Regions from separate parts of the Rattus norvegicus genome. Here region 1 is linked to region 2. The links are chromatin contacts, called in public Hi-C maps. All regions are on one chromosome and are shown on one strand. The core of a region is the stretch at or near the end of the contact, and the rest is flanking DNA. Distances in the headings are between cores, read along the strand shown.

Region 1 (5,495 bases), core at 2,249-4,748, 150 kb after region 2:
GCTTACAAGTGATCTCTTCTCTGTATTACTTGGAAAGTTTTATCTCATAGTGAAACAAAGAATCCCCTAAAGGTGAGCAGCAGCACCAACATTAGGCCCTAAGATAACTGCCTGCAGTGTGCAGTTCTTCCTGGCCTGCAGTCCCTTATCCTCGTAGGCCAAGTAAACAGCAAACCAGACACCAGATTCCCTAGGAAACCTTGAACGATTACTTGAAGAATAAGATTTGATAAAATAGCAGGCATCCAATCAGATATGATTGGATATGATAAAATTGCTCAGAATGTCTACAAGCATACAGGACTTTTCAAATTGTATTTTTTTTAAGATTTATTTATTTATTATACATAAGTACACTGTAACTGTCTTCAGACACATCAGAAGAGGGCATCAGATCCCATTACAGGTGGTTGTGAGCCACCATGTGGTTGCTGGGAATTGAACTCAGGACCTCTGGAAGAGCAGTCAGTGCTCTCAACCACTGAGCCATCTCTCCAGCCGTCAAACTGTATTTTGATGATGCTGGCTCAAAGCTAGAGCAGTGACTGAACATGCTAGGCAAGCACCGTACATCCCCAGCCTCTGGCTTGTTGAGCTGTGTAGACCTAAGCTGACCTTCAAGATCCCCTGTCTTTCCCTCCAGGGTGTTGGCACATCAGGCCTGTACCTCTCTGACACTACTTGACCACAAGTGACTCAGACATTACTCCTCCCATTGCATGAGTCAATTTCTGTAAAGTAATTGCATTTATTTTTCTTATATTCAAATACTGTAAGAAAAATTAGGTAGTGGTGCTTGCCTTTGATCCCAGCACTGAGAGCCACAAGCAAGTGGATCTCAAGTTCAAGGCCAGCCTGGTCTACAGAGTTAGCTCCAGGACTGTATAAAGACCTGTCTTGAAAAAAGAGATAAAATAAATGTAATAAAATAAAAGCGTAAGGATTTTTGGTAGCATGTTAAAATTTAACAGGAACTTTAAATAGTGTGGTTTTAGGCTATTTAGGTAGCTTAAACTACACAGTGAAACACTGTCTCGAAAAACAAAAAAATAGACATCTTAAAATTTGCCTTCCCATCTGTGTGCATTTGGGTGAAAGAGGTCAACGTCAAGTATCTTCCCCAGTGTCACTCCCATTTGTGTGTAAATGTGTGTGTGGAGGCGAGAAGCTGATTTCGGGGATCCTGCTTTATCACTCTCCAAGCTTTTTCTTTATGAACAAACGTGACTGTGTAGGACAGGGCGTAAGTTCCCACAATCCATTTACCTTCAACCATGTGGTTTCCAGGAGCTTCACGTAGATTGTCAGGCGGACAGCAAGTGCCTTCACCTGCTAAGCTATCTCCCTGACCCACCACCCTATTTTTAAATTCTAGCCCAAGGCCTCACGGAGCCCAGCGCTCACTGATTGGCTAGGCTGGCCGCCTGGTCAGTGAAGTCTGGGCATCTGCCTTTCTCCACCTCACAAGAGCTGGGTTGGTTACAAACATGCCTGGGGGATAGGGTCCAACTCAGGCATTTTACCCAGTGAGTCCCCGCCCTAGTCCATCCACTTCATCTTTCAAAGAGGTATTGACTTTTATGTGTATGACGGTTCTGCCTGCACATATATGTGCACTGCATGAGTAGCTGGTGCCTGTGAAGACCACAAGGTGCTAGATCTAGATTCGAGTGACAGACTGAAGTAAGCTGCACATAGGTCTAAATCAGAATTAGCAGAGTGGTCACTAGCCACATGTGACCACTTTAACCACTTGAAACGTGGCTAGTTGCAATTAAAATATTTTAAATGTAAGATTCACATCGTACTTTAAAGATTTTGTGAAGGAGCTGGAGAGATGGCTCAGCAGTTAAGTGCACTGGCTGCTCTTTCAGAGGACCCAGGTTCAATTCCCAGCATTTCCCATGGCAACTCCAGCATCACAAGTTCCAACACCTTCACAAAGATACACATGCAGGCAAAATGTCAATGCACATAAAATAAAAATAAAGACTTTATGAAAACAATACATTGTATAGTAATTACATAAATGATACATAATGCCTTGAATACACTTTAATTATAACATCTTACCAAAAAAAAAAAAAAAAAATCACAGGAACCAGCTGGGCAGATAGCTCAATTAGGGCCTGGTCTGATTCTCCAGCACCCATGGAAAGGAAGCACTAGCAGAGCAAATACAACCAGATCTCTGGAGTTCCTGGCTGGTCTAGGGGTGTGTGTGTGTGTGTGTGTGTGTGTGTGTGTGTGTGTGTGTGTGTGCGCGCATGTACGTACAGCAGGGGGTGGTGGTAAATGTTTGTAATTCTAGCATTTGGGAAGTGGAAGAAGGAACACACAGTTCAAGGCCAGTCTGGGCTACAAAAGATACTATCTCAAAACCCGGGTGGGGTTGAGGGGACTAGAGAGATGGCTTAGAGGTTAAGAGCAAGTAATAAAACTCTTGCAGAGGATCTGGGTTTCCAGCACCCTCGTGGTGGCCTATAACGGTTCCAACCACCAGTGCACATGCAGGCACCACACCCATACATGTAAAATAAAGACAAATCTCTAGTTAATTTCACCTCTTCTGTTTCCCTCGAATAGTTTTCATGAGACAGTCTGATGTATACCTCATTCCCTTTGGCAAATATCCTCTTAACCACAGAGTCGACTGCTTTAATGGTGTTTACTCCAGTTAATCAATCCTTTATCTCACCAACGACCTCATTCTAACGCTTCCCAACTTCCACAACCCAGGTAAGCTGGCAAGCATGCCCTCGCTCTCTTTAAACAAGGATAACACCACATTGCCCTGGCTTGCCTGGTTGTCGTGGAACTCGCTAAGTACAACAGGCTGTTCTTGAACTCACAAAGCTCTCTGCCCGCCTCTGCCTCCCCAGCGCTGAGATTAAAGCCGTGCACCATTGCGGTCTCGGTGCAACCCATCAAAGTCCGGGACGAAGAAAACTCGAAACTTATCTATACTACAGACACAGAGAAGTCTTGAGGGGGTAAAAAGTCAAGGTTTTCACCGGTATGTGTCTCTAAAACAAAGGGCGCAACAGAGCTAGCTCCATGGCTCTGGAGAAGGGCGGAGAAGCTAAAGACCAGCTACCCAGCAGCACCCCAGGCTGGGGGCGGGTCTGAGGCTGCGTGGAGGGCAGGGTTACTCGGCGGAACAACTCTACCTTGAGAATTCCCCTCATCTTCGCCAGGAAGGGGCGGAATTCCTCCAGTGGCACTTCCGGGTAGAGTTGGCTGTGCAGCAGCTCCTCAGTGATACCCGAGTGTCCGTGAAAAGTGTTCTGTGCCAGGCCGCTCAGCAGCCCGCTCAGGGACTTGCAGCTCTCCAGCTCGCCCGCCATGGCTAGGGAGGGCCTGCCGCCCAGCGGCTGAGCTCCGGTCCGCTACGGGGGCCGAGAAGGGCCGTAAAAGCTGGCAAAGGCACCCACGGAACACGATGCCCGGTTCCTCCGCTAGTCGATATAAACATCCACTACTTCCACCACAGCCAATCCACTCAGTTTCCTTTAGGGTCACTATGCTGTTTCCCTTTTCACTCAAAGGAAAGATGGATGCGCACTAAGCTTGCTGGAGAAACCTAGCTGTTACACCGTGAGAACACCACTTTAACTCTTCGATGGCTGTATCTCATTCTACAGCTTGCGATTAAATGAACAGTGCCTACCACTCATTTCGAAGCTCTTAAATCCTCCCCAACCCCTAAATGTAGCTACCTCCTGAGGACATGATTCCTTTGTCTGCGTTAATTTCTTTTTGTATACTGGTATGTTGTCTTTCTAGCATTATCAGTATGGTCCACTTTCTATAACCAATATTTTTCAATGCCTTCTTTTCATTCTTGAATTGGAATCGCATTAGTAAATACCTACCTATGTAATTACAAAAAAATACCCTTACTTATACTCACCTATAAGCGTGTAGCATGATACTAGAATATAGGTGGTGAACCTTTAAAGTGTGCTAAATGAGGGCTGAACGGATTCAGAGGTTAAAAAATGCATACGGCTCTTGTAGAGTTCCCAGCACTCACTTTAGGCGACTTATAACCTCCTGTAACCCCAACCTCAGAAATTTAGAGCTTTAAGCAGCAATGTACTCATGTGCACACACACACACACACACACACACACAATTAAAAATAAACCTTCAAAGAACCACACGAAATGAATGAAGCCAGACATGAAAGACAATTGGATGATCTTATTTATATGCAATATCTAAACTAAGCAAATCCATACAAAAATTCATTTGCCAAGGACTGAAGGAGGGAAGAATGGGAAATGACTGAATGGGTACAAGATCTTTTTTCAGATGATGAAAATGCCAGTGAGTAGCCACTGGTAATAATTACACGGCTGGCTTTGTCCTGTATCCATTTATGTGTACGATAAAAGACAGTTTCACAATATGTAAATTAGCTCCCAATTTAAAATTTAATATAAGCTAATTGTAATCTACAATTAAAAAATAGCACACTGGGCTTTAATCCCTAGACTTGGAGTCAGGGGCAGGAGGCTCTCTGGGTTTGAGACCAGCTAGGACCACACAGAGAAACCTTGCCTCGAAAGACAAAAAAATTAAAATAAAAGGACATAGAATAATACATTATGAACTCCGGTTGCATTCAAGCACAATTATGTAGCCTGGTGAGCAGACAACATGTGAAGTAACCAAACGCCTGCATCTTATTTTGAAGGGAATATGTTTGGAACCGTGACTTCTACAAAAGACATGGATCTGAGGGTCAGGGAGAGGTTGTTGTGTACAGCTAGCTGTATCAGCAAGCCAAGCTATCTGTGAAGTCCTGTTTATGCCCTCCAAATATCACATGTCCTCCACGTGTCTTGCCTCAACCATCCCACTGACTTTCCAAAGGACCCTTAAGTTTTTATTTTCTGCAGTTGTGTTTTGAGAGGATGAGAGGCAGAGCTCCGTGTGTTCTAGGCAGGTGCTCTACCACTTAGCAAGATCTCCAGCACCAGAGAATTTGCTTTAATTTTTAAATATCCATATGAAAGACCAAATACTCACTTTGTGGATAACTTATACTGTGTTGAGGACTTAAGAGTATACAAACAATGGCTCAGTTTTTTAATTATGTCTAAAATGTCAATATAAAACTTATTGAGCCAGGTATGGTAACATATGCCTTTATTCAGGATGTAGAGACAGGTAGTTGTAAGTTAGAAGACAGGCTGGGCTACATAGGGAACTCCAGACCAGGCAGGGTTTTATTATATGCTGGCCTCTACATGCTCGCACTCTGTAGGTACATGAGTCTCAAAAACAAACAAGCATCTCGGGAAAATGAGATAACAAAGTCTGGGGGAGCCAGATGTGCCTCGGCCATGCAGACAGCACAGAGGTCACCAGGCTACTAACCACATCCATTCCCAGCCTTCTGAGCAGAAACATGTTATACATCTCTTTCCTTGTGTTTTACATTCCTGCTTTTCCTGGTACTTACCTGTGAGCACGAGGACCTCTTT
Region 2 (5,225 bases), core at 2,678-5,177:
TCACCAGATGGTGCTGAGATTTTCCTTGGTTTTGTTTTGTTTTGTTTTAGTCCCCAGAGGGGCAGGAAACACTGCCCTTAAACAGTTGCCCATAGTTACCAAAATGCTTGTTATCAGCCCCAGAGTCAAAACCACCTTCAATAAAATCTCTACTGGGCTGGTTGGTCATGCTACCTGACCCAAGGTCAATGCCCTCCCCACTAGGGTCTGTCTGGGTCAAGCAGCAGTCTCAATTTCTGCCCTTTCTGGTAGTCACAGACATGCCCTCCTCCTTGCTGGTGCTCCCAGCCCTCCTCCTTGCTGGGGCTCCCAGCCCTACTTCCCAGCTAGCCTGCCATAGTTCTTGCATTCTGACTTACAAGCCCAACACAGATTGACATGACTTCAGCACCCCGACACACACCTCTTCTTTCTCCTGACTTTGGCAGCTTTGGATCCTAGCCAGAGTCCTCAAAATGGGAACAAATGTCAGTCCCTGCTGGGCTTTCCTTTAGCAGGCACTCTGGTCCCTGGGTCCCTCTTAGATACCAACCGAAACTTTACCCAGTCAGACCTTCCCCAAGGTTCACTCTTTTCCACGTCTTCCTTCATGCTTCATGTTTTTAAATGCCACCCCCTCACCGAGTCAGGTTTTTTTCCACCTCTAGACTCTGTCGAATGAAATGTACACTTTAATCCTGGACCACTCCTGGGATACTCAATTTTCCCATTCTAAAACCAATGAGGTAGGTGGACAAATACCAACATGCCTAAAACAGAGGCTGGGGAACAAGCTAACACTGATGGCCAGGGAGAGCAAGGCAGGACCAGTAGCCCTACAGGAAGTGGTAGGCACAAGAGCCAAAAGGTAGGATGGTGATGGATGGAGAGGGAGCAAAGGTAGATATTCTGGGAGACACCAGAACTGCTAATATATCCCAAAAGAACAGGAGGAGTCTGCACAGAAGTGACCTCCAGATATTTCAGTTGTTAAAGGATCCCTCCAGCTTGTGAGACCACATAGTCAGAATAACAGGAAGCAGGCAGTCTACAGATCACAAACTACACCAGCTCCGAGCTCATTTTCTCTTCAACAATTGCAAAATCACTCAAAAGCATTCACTGGCCCTCTACTACTTCCCAACTGTCTCTGCATGGTCACCAAGGTTGTTCACCTCGCCCGTTCTCCAAAGCTGAGGTGTGGAGGGGGCGTTCCTCTGACCTTGCCTGTTTGAGCCTCTCGCTGTGTCTTCTGTATCCCTCAGCCCTCCAGCTGCTTTCTCCGCTCCTGAAGTGTTTTTTGTTCATTATTGTGAGGTGAAGTCTCACTGCCACTTCCTCAGGAAGCCTTTCTTGTCTGCTCCCAGCGTTTGTTGTAACACTGTGTGGAAAGACTCGACCCAATGGCACAAAGGGGGCCCAGATCATAGCAATCTGCCTGCAAACACAACTGCCACAGACAGCCGCTGTACAGACAGCCGTCACCTCTCAAACAATGTGCCAGCTTCTGTATGGACAGGGTCTCAAGCTAGGCACCCTCTAAGGCAGACCCATGAGTGTCAATGTCGCCTAATCCAGCAAGATGCTTTTTCTGGTCATTCCAGAAGTGCTGAAAAATACAGAAGTGAACTCCCAGACAAGAAGTCAGTGACAGGTCAGTATCCTTAACTTGCCATGCAACCAAAGGCAATTTCCTTTAGGATTTCCTGAATTTTGTTTCTATGTAAATGTAAGTAAAAAAAGATGCTTTTAGGAGAAAAGTAAAAACAAAACAAACAAACAAAAAAAGCGAAACAGCAAAGTATCAATCATCCAAGTTGCATTTAAAGAATGAGATGTGTCCATTAACACTGGAGGGTGGTTTAACCGGACCGAGTGAGGCATGCAATTATAACAAGTGCAATGTGCTCTCACTTTGCAACAATTCATTCACAAAGCATGAAGTGGTAAAGACTGTCTTAGCACTTAGGCACTGAGTCAGGGCTCTTCGGGAGTTCTAGCAACTCACCTTTTACAAGCTGGCTCATACCAGACAGGTGTCCAAACAGCTCTGGGCCAGGCAACCAAGTGTGGATCCTCAGAGATAAATCAACGAAAAATAAGAGGTCATCAACTTTAGGGACAATTCTTATTTCAACTAAATGCCACAGAGCAAGACCTACATTAGCCAGGTGTGGGGACATGTACTTTTAGTACCAGGACATGGGAGACAGAGGAAGCTGGGTCTGAGTTTCAAGATCAGCCTGATTTACTCGCTGAGTTCTAGCACAGTCAGGGTGGAGAGGGTGTTTGAGACTGTCTCAAAACAGATTTATTAGCTTTTATAGTGACATAGTTTATTTAAACAGAGAAAATACAATTCCTTAAGTTATCCCCCTCTTCGGGTGTAGTACTGGTGTTTTATTAAATCTGCATGTATGAGTACATGTATGTGAGCACCAGCCATGGAACAGAAGCAGAGGTCAGAAGACAACTTGTGGGAATTGCTTCTCTCCTTCCCCTTAAGAGGTCTATGTCAGGCTTGATGACAGGCACCCTCAAACTCACTGAGGATCTCAGCAGCCCAGGAACCTTAGCTGTATGGTTCACTTTAATTTTCCTAGCATCTCATGTTGAGAAAACTAAGATTCAGGGAGGCCAAGCAACTTACCCACAGTCACACGGCTAGGGGCAAAACCAGTTTTCAAATCCCACGGGGTTATAAAACACTACATATGCTACAGCTGATTCTGATTAACTGGAAGATAGATAGGTAAAAACCAATTTCTGGGGCTGCAACATCTCCAGTGACATCACCCTTCAAGGTGAGCTCCGTTAGAAAAGGAGCACTGAAGCCTAGAGCAGCAATTCAGGTTCTACTGCTTAACATAAACATACAACTTCACACTATGCCTCATAACTAAAAGGAAAACCTTAGCTCTCCCAGTTCATGCTCCTAACTACCTTGCCTTAGCACAGCTCAGGGAGCCCGCCTATAGTCTTACAACTGATTGCCATGACTAATGAGTCTGTTTTTTAAGGGGAAAGAAAAGAACGTGTAGTAAGCCATATACATTGTAACCACATCAGACTGAAAGCTATAAACAAACCTAGTTTAAAATGTAAGAATGAGGGCTGGAGAGATGGCTCAGTGGTTAAGAGCACTGATTGCTCTTCCCGAGGTCCTGAGTTCAAATCCCAGCAACCACATGGTGGCTCACAACCATCTGTAATGAGATCTGATGCCCTCTTCTGGTGTGTCTGAAGACAGCTACAGTGTACTCATATATAATAAATAAATAAAATATTAAAAAAAGAATTTTAAAAAAATGTAACAATGAAACGTGTCAAGTATCAATTGCTTGACTACTGGGAATTGACCTACTGAATGGGGGTGGGGTGGGGAATTAAACCCTGCAGGAGAGAATGTCTATAGAGACAGAAAAAGTAATTTGAAATAGTTTCTTACATTTACATAGGAAATGTGGACACCTAACAGTGCATAAACATTAAAATGTGCATTATACTTTAATCGGATACAATGTTGGTTCTCAAAGAGTTTGCATTTTGTTAACAGTAATTAAGCCAAGCAAACGAAGCAGGCAGGGAAAGTAAAAAACTCACAGAAGGGGCAACATACAGTTGAAGGAAATAGAAAGCTCAGGAGGAATAGCGTTCCCCAGTGCACAAGGAACAAATCCTCCACTCACAGTAAGCGCCTCATGCTTCTCACTCAGGCTTGGTTCAGTCTGGCAAACTCCCCAGCAGTGGATAATGATGAAATCATTACATCAATTCTCAAAAAGTCTCACCTCACAAGCACACACCTCTTATCCAAACAGTAATTGCCTCTCCAGAGAGGAATATATTCGTCCGACCATTTAAATACGCTCAGCAAGTGCCCACTGCGTCCAGAAGAGGGAAGGAGCCAGAAGTACATGGAGGGAGGGCAAGGTGGGATGGGCTGGGGCTATGCACTGTCTCCTTTACTGATGACTTTACTGGTTGTTAAGAAATAATTACTGCTTTCAAAAGAAGTGGGCCTCATTCAATCCATGCTTTAATCCGTAATCACCTACAAATGTCAGATGACTGATCACAACAATCTTTGACCAATTACAGAAGACCAAAAGACCTCCACGATAATTTCTGAGCTTCAGTAATTTATGTACCACCATTAATGTGTTATAATGGATTGTACTGCCATTGGGCAATGTTTGGATCTTGTTTCCTAGTATAACCCTTAGAAAACATGCTCACGCATTTGAACAAACGATAGGGCAAAGTCAACAGTCAATTACTGGTTCCCCCTTTCCCTTTGGAGCATAACTGTACTATGTTAGAACTAGGGAAATCTAAATTGTTTTAAAATTATTTTTTGGTTTCCAAAACAAGCCCAGGCTGGCCTTTTGAACTCAGCAATCCACCAGCCTCTACCTCCAAGTACTAGGACTAAAGACGTGTGAACCACCATGTCCTACTTTGAATTATTTTTTTCTTAAACAAGTATAATCTTCAAAACCATAAATCATCTCTATGCTCAAGGTCTTAAAAAGCAATGGGTTTGGGGGAAAGCAATTCATAAGCAAATTGTGTTTTTCTCAAAGACTACCTCTTAGGTCTCAAAAATCTGTTATTTCTGTCTGTGAAGCTTGGGTGATTTCAGGTTGGACAAATCGGGCAAATCTGAAGGGTTCCACCGGATCACTGGTTTGGGGCAAGGGTAAGTTGAAGCCAGCGGGAACTTCATTATGATCTCCACATGCACTTAAGCATCTTCATTGTCCCTAAAAACAATCCTTACTGTCCAAGTATCCTGATTCCAAAACTAAACAGGGGGAACAAGGCTCAAGTGGGGAAACCAACTTGTCATTTAACAGCACGTGGCAGAAACAAGATCGGTGAAGGGACTCTTCGGTTTAGCAGAGAACCCGGTATTTCATTACGTTTACCATCTACACAAAAAGACTAAATGAAGAGCAGCAGGCTGAGTCCTGAGGGGGAAAGCAGTATTCCACGTTGAGAAAGGAGTTCCTAGCAGATCTGCTGATAAACACACGGGCAACGCACTGGATTACAGTGCGGAAATTACTCAGACGAGTTCTACGGGGCTCCTGCAATCTTTGATCTTAAAACCTTAAAGAGCTCTAGGACCGGTGTAAAAACTCCCCGGTTCCATCAGCTTTCATAATCTCTGTTCAAAAGAAACAGAAGTTGGACTAGAACAGGCGGGAAGTGACCGGCTTGCCCCTGAGCGGATCCCCTCT

What was found. Hi-C and Micro-C count contacts between places; a contact is called where the count stands out from the background.
Region 1: a contact with region 2 is called in a Hi-C map of mammary epithelial cells, with 2.6 times the contacts expected there. The contact joins the promoter of Commd1 here to the promoter of LOC102552343 in region 2. A contact is called at or near these places in 3 of 12 Hi-C or Micro-C datasets (kidney and mammary epithelial cells).

Annotation. Positions count from the first base shown.
Region 1 is chr14:101,182,141-101,187,635 of GRCr8, forward strand. Commd1 (copper metabolism domain containing 1) reads right to left here and starts at 3,499. Exons shown (of 3, transcript NM_001115022.1): 1 at 3,171-3,499. The coding sequence starts at 3,347. LOC134481877 (a long non-coding RNA gene) reads right to left here. Exons shown (of 2, transcript XR_010057758.1): 2 at 4,192-5,495.
Region 2 is chr14:101,027,121-101,032,345 of GRCr8, forward strand. It overlaps LOC102552343, which reads left to right and starts at 3,928. Exons shown (of 2, transcript XM_039092880.2): 1 at 3,928-5,225. All of the region lies in intron 2 of B3gnt2 (UDP-GlcNAc:betaGal beta-1,3-N-acetylglucosaminyltransferase 2), which reads right to left.